Linked DNA regions of Mus musculus: all the other regions are linked to region 3. Evidence: chromatin contacts called from public HiChIP or PLAC-seq and promoter capture Hi-C data. All regions are on one chromosome and are shown on one strand. The core of a region is the stretch at or near the end of the contact, and the rest is flanking DNA. Distances in the headings are between cores, read along the strand shown. Region 1 holds the start of 4933427D14Rik (RIKEN cDNA 4933427D14 gene). Region 2 holds the start of Tekt1 (tektin 1). Region 3 holds the start of P2rx5 (purinergic receptor P2X, ligand-gated ion channel, 5). Region 4 holds the start of Spns2 (spinster homolog 2).

Region 1 (2,700 bases), core at 59-2,558, 950 kb before region 3:
CGGCCCCTATTCCCCTAGCTGTGGGCAGTCCTGAGGCCTGGGGGAATGTCCTAGTATTGCCTCTCACCCAGGGTCCGGTGACACCACCTCGGCTGGTCTCTACCCAGGAAGCTCGCCCAGGAATACCCTTCTCGATCGGCCCCTCTCCCACGGGAACGGGATGGAGCTCCACTCTGCTTCCTTCCCAGCATCCCGACGCTACCCTCATAGCCTGCACCTTCAACCACAGTTCCAGGATGCTCTCATGGCCAAGTGTTCCTGGACGACCTTTTCTCTCACAGCTTGGAGAGCTCCTATTGTCTAGCTCCTCCTCCCCAGATACAGTCACCCACACAGACCCAGCAGGCCCAACCACCTCGGGCTCGCCCACAGTCCCGTTCACCCACACTGTCCTGGGGTCCATTGCTGCCTCAACCGAGCCTGCAGTCCCAGGTATCCCAAAGGCCCTGTTCACCCTAGCGGGGACTGCGGGCTCCGCAGTCCTCTTCTCTAAAGGCTGCTGACCATTCTGTAGCCACCCTATGTTTGCACAGAGCATCCGCCGCACTGAAGATCTCACCCGGCGCCTTACTCCATAGCCTCGGGATAACCCTGCACCCCACCTCCTCGCCCACAGAGGCCGAACACCCCGACGCAACCTGCGGGCCCTCATGCAATGAGCCGGCATCTTCGCTGCCAGTGTACACCTGCGTAGCCCGGGCAAGGGCCCCCGTGCCGGCGTCGCAGCTCCTGGACAATTCCTTTCCCCAATGCAACCTCAGACACGCTCTCTTTGCATCTGTTCCCCCGCACACGCACTCACAACACTCGGATCCAGTCCTCGCTGCCTTTCTGCCTCCCAGCTCTCTCCAAACCCCCGCCCGATCCCGGACGCCGCCCCCGGCCCCGGCCCCCCTAAAGTCTGACAAATAGAAAGGTAATAGGAGGGGCGGAGCTGCAAGGCAAGCCTGGGGCGAGGTCTCTCACTGTCTCTCTGTCTAATGCAGTTTCCCAGAATTCCCCCAGCTCCGGCCCAAGCCCACCTGGTTTGGGCGCGGCGCGGCCACCAAGAGATCGTAAGGCGACCCCACGCTAGGCCTCGCTTCCGGCCTCTCGCCCAGTCGTCATGGCAACAGGCGCGCGGCTGTTTGGGAGCCGTTGATCTTCCTGAGCCATTTGAGGATCAAGGTGTTGTACCGCGACGGGCTTTGCCGTCACTGTCCATGAAGCCAGGGTGGGGACCAGACCAGGTCAGGCGTCTAGTTGTCTGAGGGAAACTGGCGCCAAAAAGAAACTCCAGCAGACCAAAAGGACGGCCCTAAGGAGTTATGGCTATTCAAGGCTCCCGTAGCACCACTCTGCTGCGGCGGCCCCGCCCACCCGGAACCTTGTCCACGCCTTACTTGGGCCCCGCCTTGGGGGCGCAGGACCCTAGGGCTCCTCCCGTGCTCCTCTCCGCACTGTTGTACCCATGGCCACCTTCGAGGAGGTGAGCGTGCTGGGCTTCGAGGAGTTCGACAAGGCAGTGAAGGAGCATGAGGGCAAGACCATTTTCGCCTACTTCAGCGGTTCTAAGGATACCGAAGGGAAGAGCTGGTGTCCGGACTGCGTGGAAGGTGAGGCTGGGACCAGGACTGGGGGTTGCTGCGCCACAGCAGTGCTAGGAAGAAGGCCCCTGCTGAAGTCAGAAAGTGGGATGAGATGAGGATCTTGGTCCTGCAGACCCGCAGAAGCGCCTGAGCTGTACCCCGTCTCTCGTTAGGCCCTTACTGCCCCACCCAAGGATGACCCTCATTTTTATCATGGATTCGGATCTTGGAACCAGGTTCTTTAAAATTCTCAGTTCCCCAAACGATTAGTGTCTCATAAAAAAAAAAAAGACCAGACTCAGGAGTTGATCTTTCCGTCATCATATATGTATGCTGAGTTTTCTGATTGTGTCTTAAAGACAATCAGGACTAGGACTTAAGTGATTCACGAGTCCAGAGGACACGCGACTTTAACATCCTATCTTACAACCGGTTAAAGTCTAAGACTGGGGACGGGAGGGCGTGGGCTATCGCAGTTGATGTGTAATTACTTTTTAACTCTTTTAAAAAGCTGAGCCAGTCATTCGAGAGGGGCTGAAGCATGTTACCGAAGACTGTGTGTTCATCTACTGCCAAGTAGGAGACAAACCTTAGTAAGTCATGTATACCGTATCTCCAGACATGGACTATATTATTAAAAAGCTGGGTAAAAAGGACCTCAGATAATTGGTCAGGCTCTGTGTTTTAGGTATTGTCTGATAAGCTAAACAATTAGAATTACTGAATTCATATTTACAGTTTATGTTCAACCACATATCATCATTAATGAATTGGGTCTGGAATAAGTTCAGAACTCTATTGACTTTACATTTGTTTTATCTTAGCCACACTTTAAACTTTGCAGAAAGTGACACATAAGTTACAGTTCTCAAAATGTTTAAAGGTTAACAAAAGCAGTGGTTACAAGTATATTATATATAAGTCAACTGTTGAGTAAACTGTAATGAACCAAGTAGTATTTTTCATTATCTGTTTCATTTTGGAACAGCTGGAAAGACCCAAATAATGACTTCAGACAAAAACTGAAAATAACCGCAGTGCCTACACTACTTAAATATGGAACAGTAAGTGTCTACCTTTATGTTTGTAGCTATAATGTAGTTAAAACTCAAGTTGTTTTTTGAGTCAAGTT
Region 2 (2,700 bases), core at 168-2,667, 800 kb before region 3:
GAACCTCACTTGAGAAAATGACTCCATGAATCTGGCTGTGTGACATTTTCTTTATTAGTGATGTATGGGGAGGGCCCAGGCCTTTGTGGGTGATGCTAAGCCTGAGCTGATGGTCCTGGGTTCTGCAAGAAAGCAGATTGAGCTGGGCAGTGGTGGTGCCTTTAATCCCAGAACTAGGAAGGCAGAGGCAAGTGGATCTCTGAAAATTTGAGACCAGCCTAATCTACAGAGTGAGTTCCAGGAAAGCCAGGGCTACACAAAGACACCCTGCCTTGGAGAAGAAAAAAGGAGAGAGAGGGAGGGAGGGAGGGAGGGAGGGAGGGAGGGAGGGAGGGAGGGAGAGAGGGAGAGAGGGAGAGAGGGAGAGAGGGAGAGAGGGAGAGAGAACGAAAGACAAGGAAGGAAGGAAGGAAGGAAGGAAGGAAGGAAGGAAGGAAGGAAGGAAGGAAAGAAAGAAAGGAAGAAAAGAAAGAAAGGAAGAAAAGACAAGGAAGAAAGGAAGGAAAGAAAGAAAAAAGAGAAAGAAGGGAAGGAAGGAAGGAAGGAAGGAAGGAAGGAAGGAAGGAAGGCAGGCAGGCTGAGCGAGCCATGATGAACAAACCAGTTAGCATGCCCTTCATGCCCTCTGCATTAGCTCCTGCCTCTAGATTCTTGCCCTGTTTTGAGTTCCTATCCTGACTTCCTTCAATGATAAACAAGCAATATGAACATGTAAGACAAATATGCCCTTTCCTCTCCAACTTGCTTTTTGATCATGTTGTTTTGTCACAGCAATAGAAACCCTAAGACAAGCAGTATTCTTTCAAATACATGAACCCAGACATGTTGTATAAGAAATGAACAGATGTGACGTCTGTAAGCCAACATCTGGGCATTGTGACTACAGGATAAAGACAAGGAACAGGGGGTAAGGCAGCCTCTGGAGACAGTTGCGGGGGAAAAAAAATATGATCCCCTGGCTCTGAACGACATCACATCTGTCTTCCATAGGCAAAGCTGAACTCTGAAAGCCTCCCGCTCTGGACTCTATAACCCTAGTATTTACCCTAGGGGCCTCTGAAGCCGTCACAACCAAGGATGGATTCAGATCTTGACTAGGCTAAGCATCAGGCCCCATGTAACCCCCTCAGACACTCCTGAGCTCTCCAGTTCAGTCCCCTCCTATGGTCTCTCCCGAGTCTGTCTCAGCGTGGCTCTCTGAGATATAACTTTGAACAAGTGTGAATAGTCTCGAAGAGGGGACCGATATCAGTGCTAACCGCTGATACAAAAGACACACCGCGTGGGTAGGGAGAAGGGGTAGGTGAGGTGGATCGGGGCTCACTTACCTTAGTTCATTAAAGAACACAAGCTTCTGTAGGGCACTCCTGACCCCAACCAGAGCTCCTGGTTCTGAGAGAACCAGCCGAGAAAACTGCGGTCTCTATGGCAACCGGACGGACGCAACGTTGCCCTAGTTAGAAGACTGCGCAAGCGCGAATGTGAGAGTGGTGCTAAAGGGTAACCCGAGCAAACAAGACAAAGAAAGTAGGTGGTCCGAAGTCTGATCCTGCTGAGAAAACGTCAAAACACGGGGCAGGAGATTGGGTCACTCGGGGTTCCCGTTCCCCGAGTCTCTGACTCCATAGATGCACAGCGGGTCGGTCTTGGCGCTGTCCTGAGCCGTAGATGACCCGGGACCACAGAGATACACACACTGCGTTCCACGTGGTCGTTGCTCCAAACCTGGAGCAAAGGACCTGCAAACCTAGCGACACACAGGGTGCATGGGTAGCTCCAGACAGGGGTAGGCAAGAATGGGTTTTCGGCCAGGTATCTTCTCCCAAGGCGTAAAACTCACCAAGCACTGAGCTTTTTCTCGGTTAAGATCGCACTGCTACGTGATCTTCAAACTGTTGTGGATTGAGTTAAAATTAGGCTTTCAGGACGCCAGCCACTCGGTGCCACGGCCATGAGTTTAACATAGCCATACACCATCTTCAAACGTTCGTTTTACAGGCAGCACGTTTATTTAAAAAACAAAAAAACAAAAACAAAACAAAACAAAAAAACCCTTTGCATTACTACTGGAAATGGGAAATTGGCGCTGTCTGTGTGGCAGAAAAAGCAATCATAAAGGTGAACACGATGAAACAAAGGCATAAAATTTATAACAATGTGAAGGCACTGATGAAGGGCTGGAGAGATGGCTCAGCGGTTAAGAGGACTGACTGCTCTTCCAGAGGTCCCGAGTTCAATGCCAAGCACCCACATGGTGGCTCACAACCATCTGCAATGAGATCCAGTGCATACCTTCTGGTGTGCATGAAAACAGAAAACAGAGCACTCCTAGTCATAAAATAAATACATAAACAAATCTTTAAAAGAAAGAGAAAGAAATGAGGGAAGGAAGGAAGGAAGGAAGGAAGGAAGGAAGAAAAAGCAGCGATGAGCTGGGTGTATCTGCTTATCCCTGGCATCTCAGCATGCCAGAAAAAGACCCTTAAGCTGAGGATTCAAATCTGAAAGACATATTGGAAATTAACACTCACCTTTCATTCATGTATGTATATATATATATATTGCTTTTTTTCAAGACAGGGTTTCTCTGTGTAGCTCTGGCTGTCCTGGAACTCACTTTGTAGACCAGCCTGGCCTGGAACTCAGAAATCCACCTGCCTCTGCCTCCAAGAGCTGAGATTAAAGGCGTGCGCCACCACT
Region 3 (2,700 bases), core at 8-2,507:
ATTAAAAAAAAAAAAGTGCTGGGCAGAGGTGATTGGAGTGGGGGTAGGATGTATGAAAATAAGCCTTTTTGAGGAACTGGTTAGGTTGAGTTTGAAAAGTTATAACAACACATTGTTTCCAAATGACACTTTAGGAACAGAATGCAGAACTCTATGCCCTTTCCTAGAATGAATGGGAAATCCAAGGGCAAAGCCCAGGAATTTGCCTTTATTTAAAATAAACAAACCAAACCAAACAAACAGCCAAACAAACCAAAACAGTCATTCCTTCGTGTTGCAAAACTGGGGACCTGTTTCCTGAAACTTCTATTTTTTTGTAGAAGATTATACCTGGAGGACTTAAGCGTTTCTTCCAACTTCTGGAGTCTGTCGTTTCAGAGAGTGAACTTCCTATTGGGCAAGAGGGCCAGGGTCGGGAGCAGAGGTGGTGTGATGCAGAAAGTTAGTGTGCATGGCTCCTCACCCCGCAGTCCCTGGCACATGGACTCTCACCACACCCAACCCCTCAGTACAAACACAGCCGATCACCACACAGCCCCTCACCACATATAGCCCATCAGTATACATATATAGAGCCCTGTAACTGCTCACCACACAGCCTCTCACTGCGTATAGACGACCCGACCCATACCACAGGAATGGGATCCTACATCCTCTCTCATCCTACAGTTCCTCACCACAGACAACCTACGGCAGCCCATAACAAGTTCCAAAGCGCAGCTCCAGGTATCTCTTCTCCCTCCTATGTTGGATCAGACCCAGACGATGGCATTGGGCTCCTTTTCTTTGGGAACTATTCATACTCTAGACATATGTTAGGATCCCACGCCTTGGTGCCCTAGCCTAGCTCTCCCTACCCCGCAGTACCTGACTAGGACCTCTGATCCCTGACCCTAGAAATTTGTAGGGTTTAAATCCGCAGCCATAGAAGCGGTGGAAAAGCCCCTTGATTACAGCACACACAGGCAGCCAGGGACCTACCTATACATCTGCCTGACAGCATGAGTAGCGAGGCCAGGACAACAGGGAAAACAGTCATTACTGTCTATCCCTCCTCCTTTACTTCCTGCACTGTGGGTCCCTTCCGGATTCTGCCTCTATTTCCCCACGGGGTTCCTTTCGAGCGAGTCCCGTGGGAGGAGGTAGGGGCGGGCGAGACGCCTTGGAAAGCACCTTCCCCTTCTTCCTCGCCTCCGCACACAGCCAGTGGCTGGAGGCACAGCCCGGTGGTGTCACCGTGTCAGCGGAGGCGGCCTCATCCCAGGCTGGGCGCTCGCCGCAGTCAGGCTCTCCGCGGCAGCAGGATCCTCCTGGCCGCGCTGTGCTCGCGCCCGGGTCTGCGCGTCTGCTCTCCAGCTCATGCCCTTTGGAGCCGCGCGCCCCGGGACTGCGGCAGCGCACACAGAGTGCTCGGTTGGCTGCCGGGCAGCGGGAGGCGGCGGCGGTGGCCAAAGTGAGCTGGAGGCATGGGCCAGGCGGCCTGGAAGGGGTTCGTGTTGTCTCTGTTCGACTACAAGACAGCAAAGTTCGTGGTCGCCAAGAGCAAGAAGGTGGGGCTGCTCTACCGGGTGCTGCAGCTCACCATCCTGTTGTACTTACTCATGTGAGTTCTTGGGCACTTTTTTGAAACAAGGGTACATGGGGCAGGGAAGGTGTAGACACAGGGGCCTTGGGGGAGTCAGCCTTAAAGCCCGTGGATGTAAGGATGGGAAAGTAAAAAGGGGACACTGACTTGTTAAACGTGGGCGGCGGCAACTGGATACCTTGGTTGGAAGCTGTCTGTAGGAGCTCCTTCTCCCAGTACTGGAGCTTCCAGTGTTACAGCCATGACCAGGAGGCAGGGATGCCAGGACACTGGGCTTCAGCTGCCCCCCAGAGGCCTCCCTGTGTCCAGCTTGACAGCTGGCCCAGGCACCCAGCAGGTTATTTATAAGCATTGAGCATTACTGGCTTACTCTTGGTTGGGCCAACTCATGGGATTGGCATGTTCTGGAACTCAGGGTTAGCTCACGGGAATCAGGGGGGCAGCCATTCCAGCGTCCAGATGCTCTACTGTTTTCCCTTATTGCCATCTCATCTAGCAGGCTATAAGCCTACCAGCCCACGGGCAGTTTGATGGGGATTTAACAGCTTGGTCAGAGGTCTCCCTTGCTCCTAGGAAGAAAAGAGGGCACAGGTGAAAAGAGGAAGGCAGCCACGGTGGACAGCTGCGATTCACTTTCCTTTCCTCATTAAATGATGTGCAATTATGCTCCTGGGTGGGGGTGGGGGGCAGTCCTGGCCTAGCCTTGCTGCTTTCTAATGGCTTCTCCTGCCCCTCTCCCAGGCAGGGTTTCTCTGTGCAGCCCTGGTTATCCTGGAACTGGTCAGTAGAGCAGGCTGACCTCAAACTCAGATATCCTCCTTCCTTTACCTCTGGAGTGCTGTGATAATGGCACAGAGTGTGGGTAATGGCTGTGTTCTTAGTGTTTCCTGAATTTTAGCTCCAAGGCACTTGGCAGTATCCTACCTCAGGGCCTTTGGACTGCTGTTCCTTGGCCACCCAGTTTTCCTTCAACATCCTTCCTTATCCAGATTTGATTTCTCCCTCTCTCTCCCTCCCTGGCACTTCCATAAGTCATTTTGATTGGTTGTTTGCTCAATGTCTATTTCTGACTCCCTGAAGTCTGGGGATGCCATGAGGTGATGTCACACTGTGAT
Region 4 (2,700 bases), core at 190-2,689, 670 kb before region 3:
CTGTGAAGACAGGGAGAGACGCCAGCAGAATAGAATCCCAGAGTCACATCCACACTAAGAGGCCCAGGGATCAATCAATTCACAAACGGAAACAGACCTAAACACAAGCTGAAACTGGCCCAAGGTCACACACACATTAAGCACATTCAGGATAGAAACCCAGTTGTATCCATTTCAGTCTCAAACCTGGGGTTGAGTCGCAGAGATGCTCAAGGAGCATGAGGCTGCCTCTCTTTAGACCAACCCCCCCAGCCCCCGCCCCCAGGCCTATGCCCTGCTCCAGGCTCCAAGCGCCATGGAGCAGAAGGAGGCGTCTCCAGGCCTCAAGCCAGGGCCAGCTGCAAACCGCATCCTGGGTCCCCAGGCGGCACGGACCCGCCCCGCCCCTCCCTCGGCTCCCCGCAGGCCCGAGCCTTTGTCAGCCACGCGCTTACAAGCTCACACACACATATCCGCGCTGCCACGCGCGCGCACACTCCGGCTGCCTGGCGCACACCCGCAAGAGGCGCACACACTGGCCGCACGCATGCAGGGGGGTGGCTGAGACCGAGGAAAGAAGGAACAGACGGGCCGTGCAAGCACAGACGGCCTGGACTAAGGGAAAAGGAGGAGAGGCCGGGGAACCTGCGGCTGTGGAGGAAGGGGGCGCACAGGCGATAAGGCAAGAGAGACGCAGAGGAGACTCTGGGAGGACAACGGATGAGCCGTCAAGGGCTTGGCGAAGGCTCACAAGCTGCTCCAGGGGTGGAAACTCCACCAATCCCTAACACGGGGAGCGTGGGGTGCTTTGGATTGGACCCATGGAACGCCAAAGCATCGCTTGAACAGAGGGTCCTTAGGGACTCTCCAGAGGGCTTGGATCTAGGGAGCTGGCAACCAAAAGCTCCCTAGGGCATCTGGGATGGAAGGGCCCTGGTCCTCGGGCTAGATGGGGCATTTGCTCACCTGCCACAGTGTACCTGTCCAGGTAGTTGAGCACGTTGCCTAAACTCAGGATGGCAGCAGCTGCCCCCCGCCCTCGGCCTAAGCTGGCCGGTTTGGGCTGCGGCGCGCTGGGGCCCTTGGCAGCTGCTGCGCAGCCAGGGGTGCTGGGGATGCTGGGGAGTCCGGACGGGACCCGCCTCACGCTGCCGGACAACGTCTGCACCTCTTCGTCGGCGGACACGACTCCAGCGCCCCCAACACCCCGCGCCCCGCAGCAAGCGCTACCTCCAGCCCCTGGCTGCGCCCCCCGGCGCCGGCGCCGCCGCTCGGCGTCCGCCTCCTCCTCCTCCGCGCCGCCCGCCGCCGCCGAGGCGCATTCCAGGCACATCATGCCGGCCCGGGCCGGGGCGGCGGGGGGCGCGGGGGGCTCGGGGGACGCGAGGCCCAGCCCGGGCCCGCTCAGTGCGTGCGCGCGCCGCGGAGCCGCCGCTGCACCATCCCGGCCCGGCCCGTCCGCTTCTGCGCTCGGGCTCCAGCCCTGGCTGCGCCGCTGCTACTGTTCAGTCAGTGAGACGCGCGGCCCCGGCGGCTCTGACAGCTGCGGCCGGCCCCGCCCACCAAGCTCGTGTGCCCAATCACCTCCGGGCTCAAGCCACAGCCCCGCCCCGCACGTGCTGCCCCGGGGGGTGCGGGGGCGCCTGGCCGCACAGCCCCACCCGCCTGACGGGGGCGCAAGTCACGCAGTAGCGCTGCGGCCACGGAACCCTCGGGGATCAGGAAGCGATTGCGGGGAGCTGCAGCACCGATTAGGATTTAGGTGAGGGAAGAAGGGTACCCCAGACCCTACTCAACTTCCACCCTGCCCCTGCGATGGGAGAGGACCCCTGGCTGAGGCCGAGGAAGGCCCATGGCTTAAGCTACGCATTAAAAAAAAAAAGTCTCAGATGGTCAAAACTGGGGAACCTGTTGTAGAGCTGACTCCAACAGTTACTCACCTTAATTCAGTCTGTTTAGGCAGCGCTGCCTAAGAAACATGATTGGTGGACCCAGGACACAGACCTCATGAAGGTCCATTGCTCTCCTCTATAGAGAAGCACCTCCATGCTATGACCTGGGCTCACTCTGACCATATCTCTACCCCCCATAGAGTGGAGCTTGTGAGAACCAGGGCTCGGATTAGAGCCCAAAAGAACCAGGAGGGCCTCCTCAATGCCAGGCAGGGTGTCCTACACCTGTAACCCCAGCGTTTGGGAGGCTGAGTCAGGAGAGATCCAATCTCAGACAAACGAGAAGGAGAGGGGATGGAGCAGAAAAAGCCTTTGAGGGGGGTACCATCTCCCCAAAACCCTTAGTGAAAGTTGGAAAGCTGGATCCTAGCCTATATCTGCTCTTGCGTGTGGCTTAACATTGGACGAAACCTCTATCTTTCTGGGTCTTTGTTTCTATTGGGGGAATATAGTCCAGGTAGTTGAGCACGTTGGGGGGGGGGGGGTTGTCAGTTCTGGAGAATGGCTAGGTAGCTTCTGTGTAAAGAACAGTCTTCTCTTGTAAGTCCATCATTTGGGAGGCAGAGGCAGGTGAAACTCCGAGGTTCCAGGCCAGCGAGTCCAGGCCAACACGTCTCTAAATAAATAAATATGTAAAAGGAAAGAAAGAAGTTAAAACCCAGTATAGCATGTTCTCCCTAGTATGTGCCAAACCCTTGGTTCAAATGAGAGAGTCAGGGGAGACTTAATTCAGCCCCTCAGATATCCAGTGGTTTCTGTCTGTTTCACA

The links. Promoter capture Hi-C pulls out the DNA fragments that hold promoters and counts their contacts. HiChIP or PLAC-seq counts read pairs in DNA pulled down with a chosen protein or histone mark.
Region 1: an H3K4me3 HiChIP or PLAC-seq map of bone marrow-derived macrophages shows a contact between it and region 3, with 5 times the contacts expected there. The contact joins the promoter of 4933427D14Rik here to the promoter of P2rx5 in region 3. A contact is called at or near these places in 3 of 39 promoter capture datasets (liver, pre-B cells and stem cell-derived epiblast-like cells), 3 of 115 datasets of contacts at active chromatin or transcription factors (bone marrow-derived macrophages, double positive thymocytes and embryonic stem cells) and 1 of 9 other capture datasets (adipose tissue).
Region 2: an H3K4me3 HiChIP or PLAC-seq map of bone marrow-derived macrophages shows a contact between it and region 3, with 6 times the contacts expected there. The contact joins the promoter of Tekt1 here to the promoter of P2rx5 in region 3. A contact is called at or near these places in 2 of 115 datasets of contacts at active chromatin or transcription factors (bone marrow-derived macrophages and kidney).
Region 4: a contact with region 3 is called in a promoter capture Hi-C map of liver, with 2.1 times the contacts expected there. The contact joins the promoter of Spns2 here to the promoter of P2rx5 in region 3. A contact is called at or near these places in 1 of 39 promoter capture datasets (liver) and 1 of 115 datasets of contacts at active chromatin or transcription factors (bone marrow-derived macrophages).

The regions. Positions count from the first base shown.
Region 1 is chr11:72,206,174-72,208,873 of GRCm38.p6, forward strand. It overlaps 4933427D14Rik (RIKEN cDNA 4933427D14 gene), which reads right to left and starts at 1,309. Exons shown (of 19, transcript NM_001361564.1): 1 at 1,023-1,309. It overlaps Txndc17 (thioredoxin domain containing 17), which reads left to right and starts at 1,381. Exons shown (of 4, transcript NM_026559.3): 1 at 1,381-1,595; 2 at 2,080-2,161; 3 at 2,557-2,632. The coding sequence starts at 1,451.
Region 2 is chr11:72,360,465-72,363,164 of GRCm38.p6, forward strand. Tekt1 (tektin 1) reads right to left here and starts at 1,418. Exons shown (of 8, transcript NM_011569.3): 1 at 1,329-1,418. It overlaps Gm34317 (a long non-coding RNA gene), which reads left to right and starts at 1,450. Exons shown (of 7, transcript XR_003949575.1): 1 at 1,450-1,527.
Region 3 is chr11:73,159,131-73,161,830 of GRCm38.p6, forward strand. It overlaps P2rx5 (purinergic receptor P2X, ligand-gated ion channel, 5), which reads left to right and starts at 1,258. Exons shown (of 13, transcript NM_033321.4): 1 at 1,258-1,603. The coding sequence starts at 1,467. It overlaps Gm35001 (a long non-coding RNA gene), which reads right to left and starts at 1,080. Exons shown (of 3, transcript XR_388840.2): 1 at 982-1,080; 2 at 331-390.
Region 4 is chr11:72,488,481-72,491,180 of GRCm38.p6, forward strand. Spns2 (spinster homolog 2) reads right to left here and starts at 1,440. Exons shown (of 13, transcript NM_153060.3): 1 at 946-1,440. The coding sequence starts at 1,315.